Linked DNA regions of Mus musculus: all the other regions are linked to region 1. Evidence: chromatin contacts called from public Hi-C and targeted proximity ligation data. All regions are on one chromosome and are shown on one strand. The core of a region is the stretch at or near the end of the contact, and the rest is flanking DNA. Distances in the headings are between cores, read along the strand shown.

Region 1 (3,548 bases), core at 781-3,280:
AATACATACCGTGAACTATATGACTGATCACTTGTTTCAGGATGGATTATTTCCTAAACTAAGTGGGTTTCTATTTATGGTTAGATAGTTCAAAGTAAGTTGAACTGAATGTATTCTGTGAGAAGATCATACATCTACTAAGTCCACTTTCAGCATTACCTGTGATTCAGCTACCATATATGCAAACATAGAGTATAAAAGGTGCAAAGCCTTCAATAAACCTGCGATCTTGCCTGATTTGTCTTTAGATAGTGTCAGTCTCCTTCCCTTGCTGACTCTACACCTCTTTGGGACCTGAACCCTGCTGAAGCTGGACTCTGGCACATTTACTTTATGACCAACTGGCTCAGCTGGTAAAGCACAACTGCTCTTGCAGAGGTACCAGGTTTGTTTCCCAGCGGTCCTGCTATGTCAGACGGCTCACAACCTGCTTAGTCTAGCTCCAAACTCACCTGCAGCTACTCCAAACTCAAATGGACATCTCACACTCACACACACACTTCAGAAAAGGAGACCTACTGTGAGTTCCAGCCCAGCATGGGCTACAAAATTGAAGATTAAAAATCCCAAAGAGTGTTCATACTCTATTGACAGAATGAAATAAATGCAAGGAAAAAAAAAAACTAAGATGGAGTTAAGAACTTCCCATGATTATATCACCTTTTCTTGCATATGCAACAACTAAGCAGCAGGGTGGTGGCACTTCATAGTACTAATCAAGAACTAAACTTGCCAAATGTTAAAAGCTGCTTTCACTACGTTTTAAAAGATTCTGTTTTTTAAAGAAATGTACAAATACTGTAACTTACCATGAAAACATACACCTCAATTTTAGCTAAAGAACCTTACTTGTAGAAAACTAAAACAAATTGATTACTTAGGCAGCAAACAGTAATAAATTGCTAAGAAATCCTTAGGAGAAGGGAATGATATGCACACTCCAGTAATCCCAGCCAGCACTGGGAAGCTAGGCAGGGGGACCCTAGGATATGAAGGCCAGCATAATACTGTCTCAAAAACAAACCCAACAGAAAAATAGAGGGGAAGGGAATTATCAGTAGACCCGGCTTACAGCCCAACCGTTGATTAATGTCAACGTCTACCACCTCTGTCTACTAATACATACATTATGACTCGGGGCATTAAAGATTAATAATGTTGGCCATTAGGCATACAGTGAGAGAACATATTTTAAAAGCCAATAAAGATGGCAAAAGCAAGCAAACACTTACCAGTGACTCTTGACTGAATCTTAGTAGTCAAAAAAGCAATCTGAAACGTCCACTCAAAGATAAGTTGCAACCTACCCCGCCCAGACCACACTTCAGAAACCTATCTATCATTCAAAGCCCACGCCAAGATTTCCACTTTACAAGTACGGAGAAGCCAAGTGGCCAGGGCTGCTTGGAAGTTCAAGGAGAAGCAAGTGGGGGAGGCAGGCGGGGAGGCAGGCCGGGGGTGGGGGTGGGGAGCCGGGGAGAACCGCCGGCCGTGGACTTTACATTACCTCTTCTAACATCTTCCGCTCTTTCTCAAGTCCCGCAGCCTCGAGCTGTTCCTCCTCCTCCAGCATGGCTGGAGTAATCACCGCAGGCTCCGTTTGTTCGGCCATCTCTGGAGCCAAGGACCCTAAGGGAGCACGGCGGGGGCTTTCAGAACGGGATTCAAGTTACAACCCCCGAGTTCCAACTTCGGGAAGCCACGGCCTTCCCCCTCCCTGGCCGTCTGCATCGCCGGCCAAAGCCACGGACAGCGTCTGGGTGGCAAAGCCGGTCGGCCGGGACCCAGCTCGTGAGGAGACCTGTAAGGGAGACGTGGGGGAACGCTTCCGTGCCACCAAGCAGACCAGGTCGCCGCCGGCGGCTCCTCACGCCTTTTCCCCTCCTCAGCCCGGACCCCGGCGAGCTCCCTCCCCGGGGTGCAGCCTTCACGCCGCCGGCTCACCGCTGCTGCTCGCGGGCGGCTCCGCAGGCACGGCTGGACACCGGCCGGGGACCCAGTCGCCTCAAACGCCGCGAGCTAAATCCTCACACCCCGCCGGCTCGCTCGCCCCGCGGCGCAAGAAATTCGCGCGCTTCTCTTTCGCGGGAAAACCCGGTGGTCTCGCGAGACTTCGGGCTCCCCGCCCGCTGCAGACCTCGGCTCACGAGATTTGGACGCGCTTGGCTTTGCTTTCCGCCTCTCCCCAGGAGGGATGCGTTAAGCCTTTACCTGGACCCAGGCAAAGGGGGTGTAGCTAGCTCCAGCCTTGAATGTCGCCCGTGGTCACAGAGGCGCCGCAGACCGTAGTGGCCCCGATCGCCCCTTTCTTATTTAATGATGGTCCCGAGTTGTTCGGCGGGTGCAAGACCTCTTCACACACTGGATTGTTTGAACGCCCCCAATACCTGTCCTTTCGGTAGGTGAAGGTCGATGTTAGGGTGTCAAAAACGGCCAAGCTCGCTGGACCCTGACCAGTTGTAGTTCGCGGTTTTTCGTAAACTTCCTTTCCAAATAACTCTGAGGAGTGGTTTGTGAGTAAGAAGAAAGATGAGAAATTAAGATTATAGCTAGTTCAGGGGGGAAAAAGTATTTAGGATAAAATAGCGAGTGATAAACTGACTGAGAGGAACGGAGGAGAGAACAAGGTCTGTAGGTGTAGCGGAGTTGGTGTAATGCCTGCCCACAGGGAAAGGCTCCCTTGTCATCTCGCGCAGTGGAGGTCCAGGCACAGGATTAGGACTTTTGGAAGGTCAGTGATCCTTGGTTTACAGACACCCTGGAGCCCTGGAGTACATGAATCTTTAAAAAAAAAAAAAAATTTTTTTTTTTTCAGAAAACAAATAGACCGCTAATAAGAGTGGGTGCTGAAGGGTTTTTCTCGTGGCCGTTTTGCTTAGGTTTCAATTCCTTTTCTGCAATGCTTTACGCACGGAGAAGAAAAGTCCTGCAAATTGTCCGTTAATCTCTATGAGTACCAAGTCGCATTTGTAAGCCTACCCACACACCTCTAAATATGCACACTAAATAAAAATGTAAAGAAAAATTTAAGAGAAAAAGACATGGCTTTACCATAACCACCTTCGGGGGGATCCTCTATTTTAAAAAATAAGATTTTATTTGCGACAGGGTCTCACTATGCTGCGCTCCTCCCCCCCTGGTCTAGAACTTGCTATGTAGATTATGCCACCCTTGAACTCATAGAGCCCCACCTGCCTCTGCCTCCCACGTGCCAATGTATGCAACCATGCCTTGATGGTCGGCTTCCCTTCTAGGTCTTTAGGAAGAGCAGGTTGATTTGTCCAGAACAAGAGTTGGAGCACAGTGCAAATTCATTTGGTTCTCACAGAACAGACATCTGCTACATTGCTACATTAATTTCCTGACTCATCTTGGCTGCTGTGTAGACTAAATACTAGCAATGGCTAAGAAAAGCACCAGCTCTCTGCTTTCAAGGCCTCTGTGTAAATGCCTCCAGAACAACAGAAAATATACAGCAATGAACCAGAACTTCTAAATCCTTATGCATAGGTCTCTTAAACTCCAGAACCGGAAACAGAATAGAGTAA
Region 2 (3,548 bases), core at 545-3,044, 1.7 Mb before region 1:
CCAGATCTGTAATGGGATCTGATGCCCTCTTCTGGTGTGTCTGAGGAGAGAGAGACAGTGTACTCACATATATAAAATAAACGAATCTTAAAAAAAAAAAAATTAAGATCCTCTTGGAAAATACGGGCAATTTCAAGTGCCCCAAATCTTATCTGCCCAAAAAATTCATTGGAAAAGAGAGCCATCAGCCCAGGAGATTCATTGGAAAGAGAGACATCCAAAATCAGTTTTAAGGAGTGGACTGGAGTGGATTAGGTAACTCCTGGTAGATGTTATTTTATTCCCCCAAATAATTAAAATAACCCAAATGTTGGAATTGTGAGCACAGGGAGATAGCTGGCTGGATTTTGATCATACACAATCCAACTGCACATTGCAATGGCTATTAGTTACCTGAGGTTATTTAACCTTGAGTCACAATTTTAAAATTAAATATTTAACAGCTCAGGCATTGCATGCCTATCATGTGTGCCATAGCCATGCCTGCCTGTGTCTCAGATTAGTGCAAATACAGAATGTTTGTGCTATTAGGCATGCAGAAGGGCCACGCCACTCCTGAGAAGAGCAAGCACATACTAGAGAGTGTTTCAGAACTTAATGATAAAACCGTAAAAGAGCAATCAGCTAGCTTGCTTCTTGGTTCCTTGGCTATTTCCATCTCTGTATCTTTACTTTCTCCTCAGAAAATGTTTCTAAATTGTAACTTTCTCTAAGTCCTCATACTCTTCTCCATCCTGTTTTCTTGTCCTGAACCTCTTCCCTTACTACCCTTTCCAGCAACAAATATACAGATCACATTTATTGATATAATGCACTAACTAACACTTTTTAAAAAATAAAATAAAATTTAACTTGATAGAGTGTTTGGCAGGAGTGCATGAAGGTGGCCTATATGACTAAAATTCCAGACCCAGGAGGTTCAGAAATTCAGCCATCTTTGACCACATCTTGAGTTTGAGGGTCAGCCTGGGCTACATGAAACTGTGACTAGGCGACAGGGAGCGGGGAATAAAGAAACTCGTGGAGTTGAAATAAGCATTGTTTTATTATGCTTTTTAAAAAATACCATAGTAATTAAAGTGGAGACATTTTTAAATTTTATTTTAGATTTTATGCAGAGGAGTGTTTTGCCTGCTTGAGTCTTTGCACCTGCGGGTGTCAGATGGCGCCCACTGAGGCCAGAAGATGGCACAGGCAATGGATCTCCTGGAACTGGAGCAGCGGATGGTTGTGAGACACCTTGTGGGTTCTGGGAAGCGAACCCCAGTTCTTTGAAAAAAACAAAAACAAAAACAAATATTCTTAGAAGCTGAGCCATCTCTCATGCCATCATTGGGACTTTGTTCATTTGTCTTTGTTTTAGGGATCAGAGTCTCACTCAGTAGCCAGTTTGGCCTAAACTTTGTGATCAGGTACTCAGTTTCCCGGCACACGTAAGGGATGTGACTTTCTATGTTTTTCTCCTTGAGTTCATGGTGTTTCCAGAGAAAGGGCCTCTTACCTTGGTAAGATCTCAGTTTGTGCCTCTTGGTCTTCCTCTCAGTGATGACTTCATCCAATTCTTCCAGGTCCGTAAAGCGCGCCAACCCTCTGCCAGCTGCCATCTAGCGGCGGGATCAGGCAAAGACGCCTTCGCCCCCGAGGCTCCCAGCGGTTGCCAGGTAACGGGAACCACGCGCCGCTAAGGAGGAGAGCAGCATGAAGGACGCTCAGGGTCGTAACAACACGGCCTTCCATTGGCTGAAGAGCACCCGGCTCCCGCCTGAGCCAATGCGCAGACGGAAGCTGATGACGAAGTACGCGACTCTTCTTCCCAGGGCTCCTGGGACGTATCTGGAGACCCAGGCTCCTGTCGCACCGCTCTGCGGCCAGGCTGCCTTATGTGCACCCTGCAGCTGCACCTGCTGCTGCTGGTGGTCCTGATGCTTTCTGAGACCGCCCGACCGCAGCCCTCCTCCACAGCCCGGGCTTTCCCCACCTCCTGGGGCCTGGAGCCAGTGACGCCCGAAGTGCCAACCTCAGCTCCTCCGGATTCGTCTGAGAGTCCGACTCCCTGGACTCTATCGATGCCCGTGAACGCGACCACCGACCCCTTTCCAGGTGATGCGGCGGGATACGGGATGGAAATACTGACTTCTCAGATCTAAAATTGTGTAGACAAAATTGCCCTGCCACGTAGCTGGCACTGGGGCTGTCCGCGCGGGAAAACTTTGGGGGAGCTTCATCTCGCTTTTCTTCTTGTACTTACAGCTTTACCGATCTGTGTCTGTGACTTGACTCCGGGTACCTGCGATTTAAACTGCTGCTGTGACAAGGACTGCGATCTTCTCCATCCCAGAACAGTCTTTTCCTTCTGTCTTCCTGGTAGTGTAAGGTGAGCTGCGGTGCTCCTCCGGTGGAGGAGTAAGAGTGAGTTTCCTACCCGCTGTCTCCCGGTCGGATGTCCCCTTGGGCTTTCCTGGGAATGCTGAGCCATCCAGTAAAACAAAACCTGAGTGTTGCACCTCTGCCCAGAGACCCCTCTTATTGGCATCAGACATTGGTGGGGTAAGGCCCCCTTCCCTAGATGTACTCCATGTCTCTCTCTTAAGTATCTTCACCTTTCCTCACAGATCTTCAAGTTGGGTATGTGTGGACAACTCTCTTATGTTCAGGAGCAACTCCCCGTTCCCTTCCAGAGTTTTCACGGACTCCAGTGGAACGACACAGTTTTGTGTCCGTGTGAACAACTGTGAGTAGAAACGAGTTTGACAGCTCTTATCATTGAATGTTTATTGAGATGTGACTTTGTCTTTGGGATTCCCAGCTCTCTTATTTCTTTTAGATTCCCTGTCGCTCACCCCTCTTACCACTACCCTCTTACTTTTAGTTAATAAGAACATTAGTAATTTCATGAGACTCTACCACCTTTAAACTACTGCTCAGCACCTTTAGCCTGGCAATCTGCATTGATTTCTTTCTTTGTGTCCTTCTTTCTCTTTCTTTGTCCGAAAACTTTTCTCTCATGATTTTATTCTGCCCTTTTGTTTTGGACGAATTCATGTCCTTTGTCCTCAAGCTGTGCCTTAAATTTTTCCTAACTTTTATCTGCTTTCCCCCTTGACTCAAGTGGCCCTCTTTTCTCCATTCATTGCGAACATCTTAGCTCTTCTAAGAATCTTCTGTCATCTGCCCAAGTGAGCCCATCCTCAGAAGTTAGTTCTAAGACACTCGTTGTCCTAAGTCATTCCTTAAGAATTTGTAGAGTTCCTTGTATGATTGTCAGTTTATGTGAATATTATGATTTCCTCCAGATAAGCTGTCAGTGCCTTAAAAGGACAAACTGTGGGGCTAGAGAGATGGCTCAGCACTTAAGAGCACTCTCTGTTCTTCCAGAGGACCCAGGTTCAATTCCCAGCACCCACATGGCAGCTCACAACTGGCTGTAACTCCAGCTCCAGGGGATCTGTCATGCTCACACAGACATATTTAAGCAAAACACCAATACACATAAAATAAAAATAAATATATCATTTTTTAGAAAAGAGCAAACTGTATATTTATTCACA
Region 3 (3,548 bases), core at 586-3,085, 1.7 Mb before region 1:
TCTCCACTGGCAAAGTAGAATATTAGTGGCAGAGCAAATAAGTAAACTATCACTGAAAGAATAAAAAAACAGTAGAAAGTTAAGGAGTTTCGTGCTCGATTCTTTGAGACACTGTTAGATAGTGTGTCGTTGCAGAGCCCAGGCTGACCTGGAACTCACTATGTATGAAGCCCAGGCTGGCTAGGGTCTAATCCCCTGACCTCTGCCTATGAAATGCTGGAGTTGAAGGAATGACCTTCAAGGAACACCAGTTTAACACGAATGTTAACAACTCATTTTCTTTTATTTATTTATTTTTTCAGCACCGATGATCAATTCCAATTCACTTTTTGAGAAATCTGGTTTTTTTTAACTAAAGACATAATAATTATTCACTCCTCAAATACTTACAAAGTATCTCATATTCTAGGAATATGCTTTCTTGCTGTCCAGAGGTTTGCTCCCTAGGAGGGAAGACAGACAAGCAATTACAATAAGGTGATCTGTGGGTGAACTGAAGAATCAGAATCGCCTTCTAACTTAGCTCCAGTCCCTTAGTCTAGTTACACCCCTGACACACACCCACACGCACCCCCCCCCCCCCACTTTTTTTAGAAGCCCGGGTACCAGATCTAATCAGCGCCTGCTGTTTTGTTTCTCTTTAATGCCCCACCTCCCCACCCTCAACGTGCTCAAAATTTAACGCGTCCTGGCGCCAACACCCTTCCCAAAGCACAGATTTTCTCAGCTTCTTCCTAGATCTCATATGCCGACGCACATTTCATTTCAAAGAACTCCTCTTCCTGGTACTCAACCCTTAGCAAAAAGTGCTGTGAGCGCGCCTTCCTTTTTGCTCCCACGCCCCCTGTCGGCGCCTTTCGTCTGCTTTATTTCTTACAGGGCGCTTTGCAATAGGCTAACCCACTTCCCAGTTTCTACACCTCTGTGCTGATTTCCGACACAAAAACCTGATCATATCATTCCAGGGCTTTAGAAGTTTGGATTCACTGACTTGGTGACCCATAAGATTCAAAATCTTTGTATGGTGAGCTCCCAGCCAGATGTTCTCTTCTGCAAACCTATCATCCATGAGCGTGGATCTCTCCTAAGCTGAAACCTCCTTTTAGCCCTTCCCCCCACTCCCCCCCGCTCCCCGCCCCCTGCCCTTCCCCCCATACTCCTGCATCATGGACTGAGAAGTAGTGGTAAGTTCCCTTTAGTGAATTAGAAAATGAATGAATAGGCTCAGTAGCATTGTCAGGACTACAAAAGCATAAAGAACCAATTTTCAGCCACAGTTGACCTTCTCTAGACAATGGCCTCCCTGCAACGAACGGTGCTATGGGACGAGAACGTTGCCAGCCCGGAAGGAGATGATCTGTGTCCGTTATGCATTCAACTTTGGGATAATCAGTGGTTATTAATAATCAGAGATTAAACACACCGTCTTAAAATGCAGTATTCTTACCACCACCTTTGCTGAAAACACTTGGGCTGTTATTTTCGGGTAACTAGGTGCCAACTTGTTTTACCATGGTGCCAATTTTTTTCAATAGCCAGTCTTTGTTTTTGTTTTTGTTTTGAGGGAGACGGTCTTTGTTGATTCAATCTATTTCTAATGTGAGTCTGACATATAGACGATCAACTGTCAAACACGCTTTATGAAATCCATCAGCAACTAGAAGCCAGTCTTCCTTACCTTTCTGGGAAGCTGTCTGGGGAGGTTCCTTTCTGGGTGCTCGAAGCCCCGCCCCTATACTCTGCGGGCGCGGAGCCTGGGGATGGGAGGGGGCCGCCACGTGGAGCGTGGGCGCGATTCTCAGAAGCGCCTGCGCCGTTGCCGTGGCGTAGCGTGGGTCAGACCCGTCTCCCAACGTCAGCGGCGCTACGGGGCTTCAGTCTAACGCGGCTGACGCAACTCCGGAGAGCTGGACGTAGACGGAAGAAAAGGCGGAGGAGAGGGCGGTCGCCGCGAAGAGTGGTCCAGGGCTGGGGTCGGCGGCCAGCAGGTAGGTGGCTGGGCAGCACCGGGCAAGGGGTACACTCACTGAAAGGGGGAGATGCGGGGTGCAGCCGCGGGTCCGGAGGGGCGTGGACACGGGAGCCGGCGGCGGCGCGGGGCAGCCAGGTGCTCTGAGATGCTCATGCACAGCTCCCGGTGCAGGGTTTAGGAGGCCCAGGGATCTCTGGCCATCTTTTGGGTATGCTACCAGCGGAGGCTGGAGGACCCTGCAGCCTCTTCCTACCAAGTCCACAACCGGCTTCCAGGGCTCCTGTGCTGCGAGTAGTCATACACCTGGTGTGAAACCATCCACGGACGCACTCCCAGGGCCTGAGTCTGCAATTCTCTGTGGCTCGCGACCTGACATATGGAACCTGTACATAGGAGATTCTCCCTGCAGCCAGGGTTATTCCCGGAGACCCCGTGTGTGATAATTATCTCCTGGCACAGAAAGGGTGCGCTCAGATTCTTCACCCCGCACGCCATACCCCAGCCTTATTCCCCCACCCTCCGAAGCAACAACATTTATCTTTGAGTTTCTGTCTTTCTATTAAGTAGTGAACCATGAACTCAGCATGTGTTTTTCTGGGTAGTTTGTTGAGACTGAAGTTCACTTCTCTAAGTGAGATAAGAGCTCTCCGTGTGTTTGTGTCTAGTCACTTGAAAGCTGTTCTGAGTTAAAATATAAGAACTTCTCTCTCGATCACAGAGTCTCCACGTATATACCCTTTGGGCTTTTGCATCACCTGTCTGGTTTTTGCTGTCACAACAAACTGACTGGTTGAACAGTCGTTTGCAATATAAGATCTTGCCTCCCTGGGCCAGAGACAAATGGTAGACCTCATACCTCCAAGGATCTCAGACGTTCAGAGCTTTCTGTGCTTAGACAAGAGAGGGGTAAACAGTCTAGAACTATGCATGTGACCCGATCAGAATCTTTTCTGAGACAGGGTCTTATGTAGCCCAGGCTGGCCTAGAACTGGCTGTGTGCTGAGAACGACCTCGGGCTTCTGATCCTTTTTGCCTCTACTTCCCCCGAATGCTGGGATTACAGGCGTTTGCCACTAAGCACGGCTGTCCATCAGTGGCTCTTTTGACCTTTTGGTGTCAGTGAAGGAAGTAAGTGGAAAGGTTAAGAAATGTCAGTGCCTTATAAAAGACAGAAGAGGGGGGTGGACAATAGCCTTATCTGTGCACCCAGGCGCTTTCCAGCCTTGCCTTGTGTCACTCCCACGGTGATCTCAGGCCATATAAACCGTTATTATCCCTCATTTACAGATGAGGAGATTGAGTTGGCAATCTCCATGGCAAGGACAGCCAACACTTAGATCTATCCAATCTAAAGTTGTGTGGATTCCCACCCTGTGTAGCATACCCCAAAGGGGAGCTTAGAGCCCGTCTGGGGAGAGCAACAGTAACACATGAGCCAGCTACCTGGAGGATTATGTCCAATGTGAAGATGAGAGTGTCTGGGGAGGTGGTACAAAGCGGGCACAACTGGAATTATGTCACTACTGACTTTTTATAGGTATTTTGCAGAATGTGTGTAAGTAATAGTTTTGCAGCC
Region 4 (3,548 bases), core at 483-2,982, 1.3 Mb before region 1:
CTCCTCTTTGTAGAGGTTGTAGTAAAAATAAGGAAATGTGTTGCTGGTGCAGTGTCTCAAAGGTTGCAGTGCCTACTGTTGAGCTCACGAATCTATTCCTAGCACATTCATACATTGTATATGGGTTTGGTGGCTTGGCTGTCATTCCAGTAACTTCAGAGGTACAGACGGGATCTGGAACAAACAGGTTGGACAGAAGAGCTGCATGGGTGAGCTCTGGGTTCGGTGAATAATGTAAGGAGCAATGGAAGAAGACTTTGGATGTCACCCTTGGGCCTCCACATGTGTGTGAGCGCCTGTGCACCCACACTGTGACCTGTGGATATCCACACCCATGACAGCGAGAAAAGAAAATATATAAAATGCCTAGCACCATGTCGGACACAAACAGATCTTGTAATGGTGGTGAATCGTTCCTGTCCTGAGCACTGGTGGTCACCCTCAGCTTCTGGTCATGGTCGTTCACAGGACCGTCATCCCGTGTCCTGAGGGAGTCCTCATTGTAGAGTATTTGGGAGGACTGCTCCATGCTTCCCACTGGATCTTAGTAGCACACACAGTTGTGCAGTCTCGGTGAAGCAATGCTTGCTTCCTCACTAATGTAGACCGGAAATGACAGAGCTAAATCCATGAAGCTGCAAGTTCCTGCCTAGAGGGATGGGTTCTGACCTGTGACAGAAGCTGGCTTAACAACAGGAGAGATGGGACCGCAGGTGGAACCTGGCAGGCATGTCCTCTGTCACATACCTGTGGGCTGTATCTACCTTTACCTCTCTATCTGGTCTCCTGTTTCTTCCAGCAGAGGGCCCTAAATTTGCTCTGTCCCTAACTCTTTGGGGACACTTCAGTCACCCATGGCAAGGGAACTGGGCATGACAGTGTTAATGACGGTGTTATGACAGAGGGTGGGGAGTAGATTAGGACTCATGCCTGAGGATGGGCCTGCAGGGTAAGGAGCGCAGTTCAAACACAATTGAGCTACCCTTGTGGAGCCCTATGTTCATGTACAGCCCACAGGGATGGTGTAGACTTTTACTCGCTCAGATTTTGTGTTAACTCCAAAAGCCTGTTTTGCCATCCAGTTTCTTCCTTATTCATCTGTCCAAATTTTAGCTCATTTTAGGTGCAAGCTAAGTGTTTCAAATGCAAGTTGTGGGGATGGGGCTACAGTCCCAGGCTCCTTAACTATTTTGAGAGCTGTTACAGGAACCCCCATTGTGTTTGTGGTCTTCAGGGTCTGGGGAGAGGAAGGGATGGGAGAGAGATGGAGGGAGGGTAGCAGATGAAGACAGACAGATCAGACAGATATTGAGACTATTGGCCATCTCCTGCACACAAGTCTTTGCCCCTGGCACGAAGAGGACCGGATGGAACAGATCTGTATGTTCCTTAGAGTCTGGTGAGGTTTTGGTTTCAGAAGAGGCTGAAGCTCACTGGCTTTAATTGTAGTGGCCAGAACTATTATCTCTTACGCCAATTATGGTTCCCACGAGGTCTTACCTGCTTGGTAGGTTGACGCCCTTCTAGGTGGTTATGGGGATGCTGGGCATACAAGGGAAAGTGCCAGGCAGGGCATCCTCTAAGTATCACATCCTGAAGGGAAGCTTGCATGCAGCTCAGTGATCTGAACACTAAGGACCACCATTCTTGTGTTCCGCTGCTTATGGTGCTTGGAGAGGCTGGGAACGTGACCCTTCCTTTACTGTCCCCGAGTGGAATGTTCCATGATCTGGATTTAATAACCCAGGAAATGACACATCCTTAATTGAAAGAACTGCTATGCACTGAGAGAAGTATGTGCCTGGAAAGTATTTTTAGTGTGGCTGCCTTAGATATTTTTCCTTCCTTAACGTCTTCTTTCTTCTTCTTCGCTCATGCTCCCTGATTGCGCCCCGCCCCCTCCCATTGTCTGCTTTTGGCACGCAGGCATGGTTTCTTTGGCTGCAGCAGCCTGCAGGTCTTCATCAAGTCTCCTTGCAGATTCCCTCAGCAAAGGGGGCCCATTATCTGTTTCAACCCAAGCTCCTGGAGCAGGAATCTAAGAAGCCGTGGGAATCCCTGAAGCTGGAGGGAAAGTAGCTGCTGAGCCTGCCATGTTTCTTGCGTAGGGATCTCTGCCTGGTGGCTTGTTTCTAGTATATTCTCAGATGATCCTGCCAACCAGGGCAGGCACTCCGTAACCATCCCTGCTCAGCACAAGGCCAGGGGCTGGCTCACCCCCACTGTTTAGTCTGAATTCGCTGATGTTCCAGAACTGGCTCATGACATACTTTACCTCTGAGGTCACTGCCCATTCCCTGGGGCTAACCCTGTTTCTTTGTTTTTTTGTTTTGAGGGGTGGTGGGAGGGGTCCAAGCACTTCAGATCATTCTGCTGTGTACGTGTGTGTGTGTGTGTGTGTACGTGTGTGTGTGTGTGTGTGTGTGTGTGTGTGTGTGTGTGTCTTGTCTGTCTGTCCGTCTGTCTTGTAGATCTTGGTACAGAATGTCAGCAGCAGTGTCTGTCTGTCTATCTTGTCTGTCTGTCTGTCTTGTCTGTCTGTTTGTCTGTCTTGCCTGTCTGTCTGTCTTATCTGTCTTGTAGATCTTGGTACAGCAGCATCCCAGGCAGGTCAGAATGTCGTCAGCAGCGTTACCATCTGGAAAGGCAGGTGAGGGTCTGTCTCCTCAGCAGGCCTCCTTGCTGACAGTGGAGAGGGAGGCCCTCTGCTGCCCTTCCCTTCTAGGCGACTTCAGCTTAGTGATCCTGTTTTGAGTACCTACTGAGTACCAGTTCTGTGAAAGAAATATTGCTAGCACCTTCGCTCCCACCTCTTCAATTATGTGTAGGAGGGACCTGTTAAAATTTGGTAATGCCCAGGCTAGAGTTCATAATTTATTCGACGTCTACTACTTTCTTCAGGCTTGTAGATAGAGTCCTAGAAAATGACTCTGCCTCCTGCCAGCCGAGTGAGTTTAGACAGACCTTGTAAGTCCTCTGAGACCCTGTCTCCTGATCTTTGAGGTGGGCTCTTAGCCACTGGCCTTTCCACCAGCTTGTCAAGGGAATGCACTACATTGTACTGGAAGGTGCTGAGGGAATGCTGGTTACTGCCGAGTTCACTGATGGAGAGAAGTCTGCCTCAGCACTTCTGAGTGCCAGGGGCTCAGAGGGAACAGGAAGCATAGAAGCATGTTCCAGAGAAGAGCTGCCTCGGCGTACCGTGGACTTTTTTCTTCCCCGCAGTCATTGCCTAAGTTCAGCTGTCAGTACCCCTGGCCAGCATCCTTCTGGGGGAGATGGCTCTTTTCATGGTATGAGTAGTTGAACTTCCATAACCAGCATAGAAATTCCAGAGTACCAGGCCTCCCAAATCGTGTTCAGGGTATTTCCCAAACACTCAGGAAGCGGATTTCTAAGCAAATGCAGTGGAGATAAAGGGTCGTTGCTATCTCTTCAAAATGCAGCAGGGGACTGATTATGCTCACCCAGCATAGTTGGGAGCAGGATCAGAAGGCCTCCAGCAGGAAGACTGCGTGTCTCTGTAGCTGATGTGCCTGTACCTCACC

What was found. A called contact is a pair of places that touch in the nucleus more often than the background predicts.
Region 2: a contact with region 1 is called in a Hi-C map of B cells, with 6 read pairs. A contact is called at or near these places in 1 of 484 Hi-C or Micro-C datasets (B cells) and 3 of 130 datasets of targeted methods (astrocytes, embryonic stem cells and large pre-B cells).
Region 3: a targeted proximity ligation map of embryonic stem cells shows a contact between it and region 1, with 6 times the contacts expected there. A contact is called at or near these places in 5 of 39 promoter capture datasets (the 3T3-L1 cell line, the C10 cell line, embryonic stem cells and 2 more), 2 of 484 Hi-C or Micro-C datasets (the MNK3 cell line and embryonic stem cells), 18 of 130 datasets of targeted methods (the 230-238 cell line, the NIH/3T3 cell line, T-cell acute lymphoblastic leukemia and 11 more) and 1 of 9 other capture datasets (embryonic stem cells).
Region 4: a targeted proximity ligation map of epiblast stem cells shows a contact between it and region 1, with 13 times the contacts expected there. A contact is called at or near these places in 1 of 39 promoter capture datasets (embryonic stem cells), 1 of 484 Hi-C or Micro-C datasets (bone marrow-derived macrophages), 8 of 130 datasets of targeted methods (differentiating embryonic stem cells, embryonic stem cells, epiblast stem cells and 3 more) and 3 of 9 other capture datasets (adipose tissue, liver and pancreatic islet).

What each region holds. Positions count from the first base shown.
Region 1 is chr19:38,929,472-38,933,019 of GRCm38.p6, reverse strand. It overlaps Hells (helicase, lymphoid specific), which reads right to left and starts at 2,030. Exons shown (of 22, transcript NM_008234.3): 1 at 1,945-2,030; 2 at 1,508-1,629. The coding sequence starts at 1,612.
Region 2 is chr19:40,610,477-40,614,024 of GRCm38.p6, reverse strand. It overlaps Tctn3 (tectonic family member 3), which reads left to right and starts at 1,794. Exons shown (of 14, transcript NM_026260.3): 1 at 1,794-2,100; 2 at 2,251-2,374; 3 at 2,613-2,731. The coding sequence starts at 1,881. It also overlaps a transcript of Entpd1 not described here.
Region 3 is chr19:40,586,750-40,590,297 of GRCm38.p6, reverse strand. Aldh18a1 (aldehyde dehydrogenase 18 family, member A1) reads left to right here and starts at 1,835. Exons shown (of 19, transcript NM_019698.2): 1 at 1,835-1,988. It overlaps Gm27042 (a long non-coding RNA gene), which reads right to left and starts at 1,766. Exons shown (of 4, transcript XR_386705.4): 1 at 1,679-1,766; 2 at 391-443.
Region 4 is chr19:40,239,700-40,243,247 of GRCm38.p6, reverse strand. The region is part of intron 4 of Pdlim1 (PDZ and LIM domain 1 (elfin)); the gene reads left to right. Among named protein-coding and RNA genes, the nearest start is that of Gm41845, 30 kb to the left of the region's middle.